Regions from separate parts of the Zea mays genome. Here region 1 is linked to region 2. Evidence: chromatin contacts called from public Hi-C data. All regions are on one chromosome and are shown on one strand. Each heading gives the region's core, a stretch centred on a gene start, on an enhancer-like site or on the middle of the called end of the contact. The rest is flanking DNA. Distances are from core to core; before and after follow the strand shown.

Evidence for each region. A called contact is a pair of places that touch in the nucleus more often than the background predicts.
Region 1: a Hi-C map of ear shows a contact between it and region 2, with 1.6 times the contacts expected there. The contact joins the promoter of LOC100502415 here to the promoter of LOC103632809 in region 2. A contact is called at or near these places in 5 of 25 Hi-C or Micro-C datasets (bundle sheath, ear, leaf and 1 more).

What each region holds. Positions count from the first base shown.
Region 1 is chr7:126,369,595-126,374,959 of Zm-B73-REFERENCE-NAM-5.0, reverse strand. LOC100502415 reads right to left here and starts at 2,978. Exons shown (of 14, transcript NM_001365550.1): 1 at 1,943-2,978; 2 at 1,640-1,799; 3 at 1,405-1,453; 4 at 1,019-1,132; 5 at 386-892. The coding sequence starts at 2,651.
Region 2 is chr7:126,072,243-126,077,982 of Zm-B73-REFERENCE-NAM-5.0, reverse strand. LOC103632809 (auxin-responsive protein SAUR41) reads left to right here and starts at 3,059. Exons shown (of 2, transcript XM_008654541.4): 1 at 3,059-3,774; 2 at 3,902-4,187. The coding sequence starts at 3,102. The coding sequence ends at 3,963.

The sequences.
Region 1 (5,365 bases), core at 1,729-4,228, 300 kb before region 2:
TCTCAAGCTACCACATGGGTCCGGAGCAGCCTTCGGCCGGCAGCGGCCCTTCCACACGGGATCCGGGACCCCCCCTACGTGGGCGGCCAATCATTGGACGCCACGTTCCCGCCGCGTACGACACGGCCTCCGCGCCTCGTCTCCGACGGCGACGGCCGAACTAACCACCGACCCATCGGCCGCCGGAATATTTACCGCAAGTGACTACCCGTGAGTCGTCGTCGACCGCTTGGATGTTACTTACCATCATGGGCGACGAATCTACCGTGGGTAGGTGGCTCGCCACGTCGGACGCGACGATATTTGCGGAAGCGGCTGGCGGTGGGGAGCTTGCACGGACATCATGGAGTACACAGTACAGTAGTAGAGTCCGCTCGTAATTTACCTTGTGGAAGGTGATGTTGTCGTCGAAGGGGACGAAGAAGCGGGCCCAGGAGGAGCGGAGCCACGTGAGCGTGTTGCGGCAGACGGGGAGCAGCACGAGCGCCATGTTGAGCTTGAGCGTCTCCGCGGCGCCCTTGGCCGTGGGGAGGCAGTACCCCATCACCTGGAACGCCGCCATGCGCCGGTACTGGACGAACTTCCACACGAACAGCGCCGCCATGGCCGCGAACCACAACGCCAGCACCCAGGCGCGGCGCCAGTTCTCCTCCGCCGCCACGCGCACCCGCGCCGCCGCCTTCCGCACGCCCCAGCTCCGGCGACGCTCGCGCGGAGGCCCCGGGTGGTCGCCGTCCACGCCGCAGCCGCCGTCTCCTCCTCCCCCTGTTATCGTCAGCGCGCCGCCGACGCCGAGGTTCTGGCTCCACTGGGCCCCGCTGGCCGTGCTCAGCGGGCGGCTGTAGTTCATGTAGGTGTCGCGCTGGAGCAGCAGCGCTTCGAGCTGCCACAGCTGGCAAGACAGGGAAGAGGCAGCACACGTGTCAGTCCGGCGGCAGCACGCGTACGTACCCCCCCAAATTTCCCCTGGTCAAAAAGACAGTAGCCCGTAGGGCATACGGCCCGCGCGCGTACGTACCTCAATGTAGCCAAGCTTCTCCGGGTCGAGCTCCTCCATGATGAGCGACGCGTACTCCTCCGCCTGCTCCTTGAGCTTTGCCAGCTTGTTGGCCGACGCGCTGAGCACGATCAGCTGCGGTGGCAGGAGGGAGACCAAGCCAAACATCTCGCTGGATTAGCGGCGGAGCACGTGGATAGTTTACCGCAGTAAATAGTAAGTAGGTTTAATTAATTAAACAAGATCAGTATGTATGGTACACTGCACTGGTACTGGAAGCAGCGGTTTGGTAATCAGAGCAGGGTGCCCACAAGAAGGTTCTAATGGTGCTCTACTTTCTTTTGGGGCTGGCAGTTTGAACTAAACACAGAGATGCAGAGAGGAGTGAAGAGCATTAGAAAAGTCACCTCCTGTACTTCCTCCCTCGTTATCCTCCCGTCCACGTTGGTGTCCACCCTGAATTTGGGACCGAGAACGGCACCAGAAGGAGAAGAAAGCTTACTGTCAAGAATCTGCGGGGGCGCAAAGCGTAGTGCAGGTGCGCACGCACCGGGAATTGGGACGGATCGATTTGTGACGTTACTTTACTTGGGACCCGGGGAAAGGAAGAGAAATGGGGGCGCGTGAAATTTAGCTCAGTACATGTCGAAGAAGATCTGGAGCCGCGCGTCGAAGCTCTGATCGGAGATCTGGAGCCAGAAGTCGTAGAGCTCCTCCTTGGTGATCCGCTCCAGGTTCTGCCGCCGCCGCCGCGCCAGCGCGTCGAAGATGCCCACCGCGAACTCCTTGGAGTCCACCATTCCTGCAGTTTGGGCGTGGAGCGCCATAAGATCGCGGATAAGGACGTCGCAATTACAGTAGGATCGAGCTGTTTCCTCGCGTGTGCGGAGGATAACAATGTGAACTGCAGGCAAGAAGCAGCAGCGGCGTCGAGTGTGGCCGTACCGATGCATTCGCCGAAGTCGTCGCGGGAGAGCAGCCCTTCGCGGGCGAGGTCGTTGAAGCGCTCCTCGACGCGGCGCCAGAGCTCGGCGGCCTCGACGGAGCCCGTGGTGCGGCTGATGAAGCGGAGGCCCTTGAGCGCGCGCCTGGCGCCGGCGCGGGACCGGTTGAGCTGCGCCTGCTCCCGCCGCCGCTCGCGCGCCGCCATGGCGGCCTCCCGCTGAAGCTCGGCGGGCGTGGGGCGGTACGGGGACGGGGAGGGCGACGGCGACCGGAGCCACGCGAACTTCTTCCGTATCCGCGACGACGTCGACGAGCACCGGCTCAGGCGGCCGCCGCCCTCCGAAGGCGCGCGGCGCGGCGACGGCGACACCCCGAGGACCCCCGCGGACGGCGGCGCCGGGAGGGAGGCGGCGCCGTAGAGCGCCGCGCTGGTGGGCGTGACGCTGCGCACCACCATGGACTCCTCGTCCAGCTCCAGCATGACCTCCACCAGGTCCCCCTGGTCCGCCAGGAATGCCGGCAGCATGCCGCCGGCGCCGCCGCTCCCGGCGGCGGCGGCGGCGAAGAACTCCTCCCCATAGGCGGTAGTGTAGGACTCGTTGTCGGAGGCGTCGGTGGCTGTGGTGGTGGTCTGGTCGTCCGCCAGGTAGTCCGCGATGCGGCGGTGGCCGCTGCGCCGGGCGTTGCTCCCGCGCGACGGCGTCCACATGGCGGCAGCCGCGGCGCGAGAGCTGTCCTCCTCTCCGAGGCACAGCGGTGGTTGCGCCCCGCCACGCCTGGCCCTTTTATTATCTTACCCGTAGTCTCCCAGTCCGCTCCGCAATGCGTCCGTCAGCCAGCTATCCCGTTCCCGTGGGCAGGCACCACCGCACCAGGCAGGCAGGCAGGCGGGCGGCACTGCGGCAGCGGCTGGGCGGTGGCCGGTGGGCGGCCCACGCCCGGGCAAGTGATTCCTTCGCGGGCGCGGCCTCCTCGTGCTTTTTTTTCCCCTCTCGTTTGCTTCGCGGTGCGGTGCTCCGCTACCTATTGGCTATTGCGTTCCGCGGTTCTGCCACGGCGCTCGGCTAGCCGCTTTATCAACGAGTGCCGAAGCGAGCAGCGCTTTTTGGAGGCAAGGCTGTGACTGGGCTGGGCTGGGTGGGTGGGTGGGTGCGGCACACCCCAAAACGAAGCTCCATGCGCCACGAGTTTGCGATGCGGTGCTCGGTTCGGACGTGGGAGACGCGGTCGGTGGGCTGGTCTGATGTGGATTTGGAGAACCTCAGACAGACGCTTCCAAACGAGCGAGATGCGGTGGTCAGTGCGGCGCGGCGCGTTCCTTGTTGGCAAAATCAGACCAAAATCCAGCATGGTCCACTGTTTATGGTGTGAGTGGTGAGCTTCAAACACGCAAAGGAAGGGTCGTTTCGGATTGGCGGATTATGGTGCGAGTAGATACAGATTTGCTAAGGTCAGCCTCAATAAGGTTACAAAGTTTCGTAATAGTTTTATAGTCATTAAATAAACTGATATCATGTAGCATCTGTTTAGAAGCAAAGTTTTTTAATACCACAGTTTTACAATACTAATTTTTTTAATGCTATATCATAAACAAAATATTTCAATACCATAATTTTGCAATACCATAGTTTCACACGCAACAAGGAAAGACATTGGTCTAGACCAAATTTTTCAATACTATGGTTTTACTATAGTATTCATAATAATGTGGTTTTTAATATATAGTTTTTAAAACATTTACCAAACATCTTTCTGTATAAAATATCAAAGTCTTGTTAAATACCATGGTATTGCATGGAACTATAAAAAAAACTTTGCTGAGCATAATAGTAACAAAAAAGTGATATAACACAAAGGTATCTAATGTTAATACCTTTGTGTGGTGCCATGTAGCAATATTGTGCTTTGCTGAACGAGCTACATTGTATATAACTAATAACTGAATATAAAAATATAAATATGTAGTTGATATTTACCCATGGTATTTAAGTACAATAACTGATTATCGATGATTGGTTTTAGTTTAGTGTTGACTAACCTCATGTAGTGAGTATAATGTTGTACAATACAACTCTTGACTCGTGATGTGTAGGTGTGAAGCACATAGATGAGGTTAAGTGAGTTCATGCTGATGGACTAGAGTGGTGGAGGACGGACGCTCAGACTTCAATTGAGGAATTGGAGAAACCGAAGCAATGAGCGTGATGGTTGACACCTAGTGAATCAACAAGTGCAAAAGGTAGATGGAGGAACATATCATGTTAACCAAGTCAAGCAAATACATTATATGACTTGGTGATTAGGCAATCATGGGCTGTCGGTGACACGTGTCGAGATCATGAACTGAGTGTATCATGTATGCTACTCATGAGGCGTATAGTGGTTTGGGCCTCAAAATCATCGAGCAAACAATTTCTTGGTTTTTGGTCTCAAAACCTGATTAAAATTTTGGTGGAAACATGAGGAGGTATATGGCATCATCGTGAACCTTGCGTCAAGGCAAAGCAAAGTCGTGAAGAGCCCATGACCACTGGATGCACGTTGGGATGTGTAATAGCTCTAAAAATAAGACATGAGGTTGTCCAACTAGCCATCTCTTCAATTTTATATCTCGAGTCATTCCTAGCCTAGGTCCTAGTTGTATGAGTTTTAATCTTTCATCCGGTTTTAGCTATTGAGATCTGCAATATGGAGTGAGTACTCTATTGTGTTATCTTTCCCATGTAAGAATCAGACTTGGTTGATCTTCAAAAATAAATTAATCATTTCTTTGAAATTTTTAATTTGAGTTCTTACTTGTGTTTGGATTTTTTTCTCTTTCTAATTCACTGTCTTCACCCTTTTGATGGATTTAGTGTTCCAATAGTTTGGGTTTATTTTGGTTGGACGGATACGTGTAAGGACCTTTGAGGATCATCCCTACCAAATAGTTTATGTAGATTTCTCGTGAGCATGTAGATTCGTCTTTTGGAGCAAATCACTAAAGCGACCAAGCCCCAAACCCTTCAAGGTCTAAAGCCCCATGGGAACAAGGGACTCATTGTGCCTAACTATAACCCAATCATAAGATAATAGGATGTTATTGGTTCCACTAGGGGTAGTATGACCTCACGAAGGGACCCCACATCTTAATACCTAAAGACATGTCCATAGCATTAGCTTAACAAATAAATCTTAGGTACAACATATTAAATGTGTGATGCGTGTCATTATATGATTGGCAAGTGTGTTGTTACCATGACTTAGCTATAGGGTGCTTAAGATCACTATGTGGTATGTGCATCAATCATGTAGCCACACATGCACTCATGAAGTATACTATGAAGTATTATCAAGTGCAAAAGGCTACACTGGCTACCAAGTACATCGTACTAGGTGGCATGGCCCCTAGTGCCTAGTGTTGAGATATATCATACATGCCCT
Region 2 (5,740 bases), core at 1,810-4,309:
TCCAAGGTAGTTTAGAAATCTTGAATTTGAATTTTTAATTCAAACATAGTTGTTGTTGACAAGATAACTTCAAATTAAAAAATTGCCAACTATAAAATTATATAACTTCTCAAGATCTACGAAGTTTTATTGTGGTTGTTTGATCATTTGTTCAGCCAACATGGTGGTTCTAACATTGTTCATAAATGTAATACATATCTCTTCTAGATTCATAAACTACAAAAGAGATACATAAGTTTTGTTATTTTGTTATATGAAGAAATAATCAAAACAAAATTGTACTACTTCAAAATGTGATATGAAAATTGTTTTCCCTAGTGTCGAAAAAACATTCTGCATAGAAGCTCTTTGTCTAAGGCTATCTCCAGCATCTTATTCATACCCATAGACATACTCATATTCAAACTCCACACAGCGAAAAGTGCAGTCAACAGCGTAAAACAATGTTTTGGGTGACATATGGTTGAACTGCTGCACACGGCCTAACACTCGGCAAGAAGCTTTTTGCCGAGTGTCGAAAAACCACTTGGCAAAGCGCTTCTTTATTGAGTGTTTTTTCCTGAGCATTTTTTGTTTGACACTTAGCAAAGAGCCAGATTTCGATATTGATGTTTTAGAATTTTAAGAGATTTATTGTTTAAAAGATACATCTACTTATAAAGAATTGTTTATACTAAATTGTATGTTTTTATTTCTGTTTGTTTTCTACAAATTAGACATAATAGATACTTCTTAGTCAATATCTAATTACTATAAATTTATTAATTATTTTTTGCAAGAGAATGATTTATATATTTTTCATCTATATTCATATATTTTTTACTTTGCATGCATATAAGTATATTCTAAATACACAGCTAATTTGAAATCTTGTTATTACTATGGGTCCTTTGTTGTGTCTCATATCTTATATACAAGTTGTGAATCTAATTTACTGATTTTTCATATTTTATTTTCATTGACATGTATACATTTTTTGGTTCTCAAGTTGCATTAACTCTATTTTTTAAAAAATAAAGTAAAATTTTAGACCATAGAGTGTCTTCTTAAATACTAAAATAGCATGCCCAATCATTTAAAACTTGCACCATGTTACTTAAGATAAGTGATAGAGTTTAAAGTGAGACCCTAGAGGGGTAGAAGTGCTAACCTCAACATAATTTTGTTATATGATTGTCATTGTGTATTATAATATATCCACATATATACATATTAGTGATGCATGTTGATATGGCATGCTTAATTTAATCAAATTTTAATATATTACTATCGTTATGTAACGATATCAGGGCACATAAAGAACAAAAAACACCTCATCCAAGTCAATTTTCAACCTAGAAATGAATTGGGTAACAAAGAATACATCATCCAAGTCTAGATTATGCATTGTTGTAGCATATATATCTAGCCTCTTCAAAATCCTGAACATATTCTTCCACACCTCCTCTCCGTCTCAGATGCAATAGCCTCCTCATTGCTTGAGGATATTCATCAGCTTTGAATTTATTCAACAACATTCATGATAAATTCCTACAATTCCCCAATGCTCCCTTCAACTTAACTACCTGCAACCAATAGGTAGTATTGCCCTCCATATGCATTGAGGCCCTGGTAACCTTCATGGCTTCAGGAACCTGGAACAATCCAAAATAGTCCTCTCACTCCGCCAACCAAATTGTTGGGTTAGTTCCATCAAACTTCGGAAGGATGACTTCGACAAATGTTGTTGTAGATTCTCATAGACACTCTCAAGGACATCCCTATGTCCATCCACCGACAAGTTCTGAACTCTTTCCCTAGCATGCCAAGGTTGTTTTATTCCCCATCTCTTACTAGAACTATCTAGCTGTGAATCCTCGGTATGGTCTTCCAGATCCTTCGCCATCGACTCCAACCTCAAACGTGCTAGCGCCTTACCATTCTCCTGCACCTTTCAAGCCAGAATAGGCCTCTCTTCGTTCTCCTGTTTTGCCACCTCGTCTATGAGCCTCATCTGCCCCAACAACTGTTGTTGTACCTCTTCCATCCTCCCTGTCGGTCGTTCCAGGGCCAACATCTTCTCTCACCAAGCTTCGCTCTGTCTTGACTCCACGACCATCACCTCCAACACCAATCGAGACTATACCGAAGGTTGTGGTCAGTGTTGTCGTGTTCGCTCTCTACACCATGCTCAGTCCCTTCTTCAACTCTAGCGGTTGACCGCATAATCTAATGAGTCTTCTCGCTCCCGAGTCACCCACTCCCTTGTCGAGGACAAGAGAGCTTTGATACCAGGTGTAACACCTCATGGCCTCCGGCGAGCCACTGTTGCGACAAGAGACGAGCACCTATCGATGATAACGAGGAACGATCGTTTGAGGTAACCTGTCATAGGCCAGCCCACACATACACGAATGCGTGTTACACTAATGAAAAATAACTATAGTCTCCTATCTACTTTCCACTCTCGTTCAGATAATCATGTCCTTAGGATTCAGATAACCACATTGTCAGGCCTTGGAGCGTGGAACCAGCCTTCCTGATGGTGGTTGCTCTTTCGGTCCCCGTGGCGGCGTGGCCTTGAGTCACGGCCTCTGCTCGGGCTCCCTCCAGAGCGCCGAGGAGCAACCAAATAAATCAAAAGTAGACGTCCTGGTTTGGGTGCTCCATTGTTCTAAAGCTATCTTCAGTGAAGCGTGTATATAGGTGTACAAAATAATGTTTGGAAAACATACCGTAGAATTTAAAATAGGGAGTGGTATAGGAAGAAAATAACGAAGATAGCCTACTAATTACTAGCAGCGATCCAACACAATTATGCAGGCATGCAACCACGTTCTTGTGCTTACTGCACGGTGTATGAAACCGCGGAAAACTTCGAGATATTTCCAGCACATCCATCCAGGCATCCAGCTTTTGCTGTTTCCGTTCAGAAAATTAATTAAATATATAAAAAGTTCAGAGAACTAAACATCTAAAGTTTTTTTTAAAAAAAAACAGAGAAACGGTGGCATTCTTGAGCCACACGCCGGCGATTAGCTAATCAGCCATTTTATAAACAATCCGCGGCGAAGGAATCTTTTTTTCTTTTTGTTTATTTTAGCCATGTTACCCGCTGATCGATGGAGTACAACGAACGAGTACGACGTGATTACCCAGGTCCTGCATGCCAGACTTCTCTCCATCCCTTTCCCTTGTTTCGTCTCGAAGGAAGCTCTCATCAAGCTGTTCAGAGATCCAAGAAACCATCACTGCGAAGGTGTACGGCGACTGTCCGTGCGCGCGCAAGCGTCATGGGCGACGACGACGGCGCGAAGGCGGCGTCGGGCGTGAAGCAGATCGTGCGGCTGCGAGAGCTGCTGCACAGGTGGCATTTCACGGCGCTGGGTGCGAAGCAGCAGCAGCAGCGGGAGGAGGAGGGCCGTGGCCATGCCGGCGTGCCGGAGGGGGCGGTGGCGCCGGCGATCCCGCCGTTCGTGCTGCGGCGGCTGCGGCGCACGGAGACGGCGGACTCGGTGTCGGACGACGAGAGCTGCCACAGCCCGGAGCCGCCGCCGGACGTCCCGCGGGGCTACTGCCCCGTGTACGTGGGGCCCGAGCAGCGGCGGTTCGTGATCCCCACCAGCTACCTGGCGCACCCCGTGTTCCGGCTGCTGCTGGAGAAGGCCGAGGAGGAGTTCGGGTTCCGGCACCAAGGCGCGCTCGCCATCCCCTGCGAGACCGAGGCCTTCAAGTACATCCTCCAGTGCGTCGAGCGCCACGACCAGGGCCTCTCCGGCGGCGGCGGCGGCGACGGTGCGTGCACACGCGTGGGTAATTCAGCTGTCTGGTGATCGGGATGGCTGGCATGGAAGTGGTGAGTGGCTCATTCAGATTCAGTCACACGTGGTTAATTAATTCAGAGTTCCTTGAATTCTCGCAGAGGCGGCGAACCACCCGACGACGACCGTGCTGGAGCAAGAACCAGCGGTGCGTCGTGCGTAAATCCTAGACTAGGTGTTGTGGTGTGGTGTTGTGTTGCACGCTATTTATAATTTTTTTATCGTATTGTTTTTTTTTTGGAGAGGAGGGATTATTCCTTTGTGCGATGTGGCTGGAATCCAACAAATACGTTTTTGTTGTAAGGTCAAGAATTCAAATTGATCTGTCAGTCTAGCAACTCAAAAAGGTATTTGGACGATTGTGAATTCGAATTGATTGATCTGTCAGTCAGTCAGTCACACACATACATACCTCTGAGCGACGCCACCGATCCTGAAGATCCGAAAACCCTAAACAATTGCGCATGTTCCCTGCAACCAGCTGTTAGTTTAACACTTGTACGGGATCGCATTCAGTTTGGGTCTCATTGGTTTACTGCGTCTACACATACAGTCTCACGTGAGCCTGGTCGGTGAGGTACGACTATTTCTGGCGTATGTGCAGATGTAGGTAAATGACATCAGAATGACTTATTTTGCATCCACTCATGCAGTCATAATTCCTCGCGTACAGGCAACCAAACAAACTCTCAGTCAAAGTCAACGCACACGCTAATTCATGATGAAATGGTGCGAATAACCAATTATGTGGAAATTTATGTTAGCTTCGGAAACCAGCATCCGTTGACGACTCCACCGTCTAAGGTTGCAGGCCAAAAAAAAATAAAACTCCCAATCAATCTATAGAGTATAGACTTCCAGTCCTCGATCCGAGTATGTCAGACGGCCGCCCTTTGGCGGCTGACCCCGACCCCGTTGAACGGTCGGCTGCAGAGATTGATCACTTGCCGCCTTTACGATATCACAGTGGTCAATGGACCTTATCGACGGCGGCAGCCAAGTCTCGACTGGCCATGGAGTCGAGGGACCCACGCGCCCGCGGTCTCGCGCGAGTTGCACGCTGAACGAAATACTCGTGCCTCGATAACTCACTCGACTCGGCTCGTTAGTAACTTAGTTCGACTCGGTTTGTTTTAATTTTGTAACGAGCCAAACTAGCATTTTAGCTCGGTTCTATAATGAGCCAGCTCGGGTTAGCTCGTGAGCTAGCTCGCGAGCCAAACGAGCCAAGCCACAACACAAGTTTGTCTAGTCGTTGGTGTCGTCTCATCTCACATAGTCTTGTTTTCTCGTAGTTATGATCTGTGAAATGGACATGTATGAATGTGACATGTGCTTAAATATTTGCATTATTGTATGGCTACATACATACATTGTATATTTAATATTTGATTATTGGTTATGGTTTTGTGAACTTTGTTTCTAGCAGCATATGATGTTAGTGTTGTGCAATAAAATGTTGCATGTTTGTGAAATGAATGATAAATTGCTTTATAATGATGTTTATTGCTATCTTATTATAAGGGTTTGTAAATCTGTAAGTTAATACATAGTTGGTTATTTAATTTAATATTAAAAGTTAGAAGCTAGGATGATGATATGATAATAACATTATAAAGATTTTGGGTTTGTAGTGTTAAATACATAAAATATGATTTTCAGTTATATATATATATATAGGCAACGTATCCTGTGTAAAAATGCTAAAACGCCTTAACAACCTTTGGATCCAGAATCAAAGGCTAATTTTAATCCCACCTAACCGCCACCGCACCAGATTACCAGGAGGGGGTTCTTTAGAAAAAACACAAGATTATCAGGTGGGATTAAGATTAGCCTTTGATTCTGGATCCAAAGGTTGTTAAGACGTTTTAGCATGTTTACACAGGAGAACCTTTTACACAGGATACGTTGCATATATATATATATATATATATATA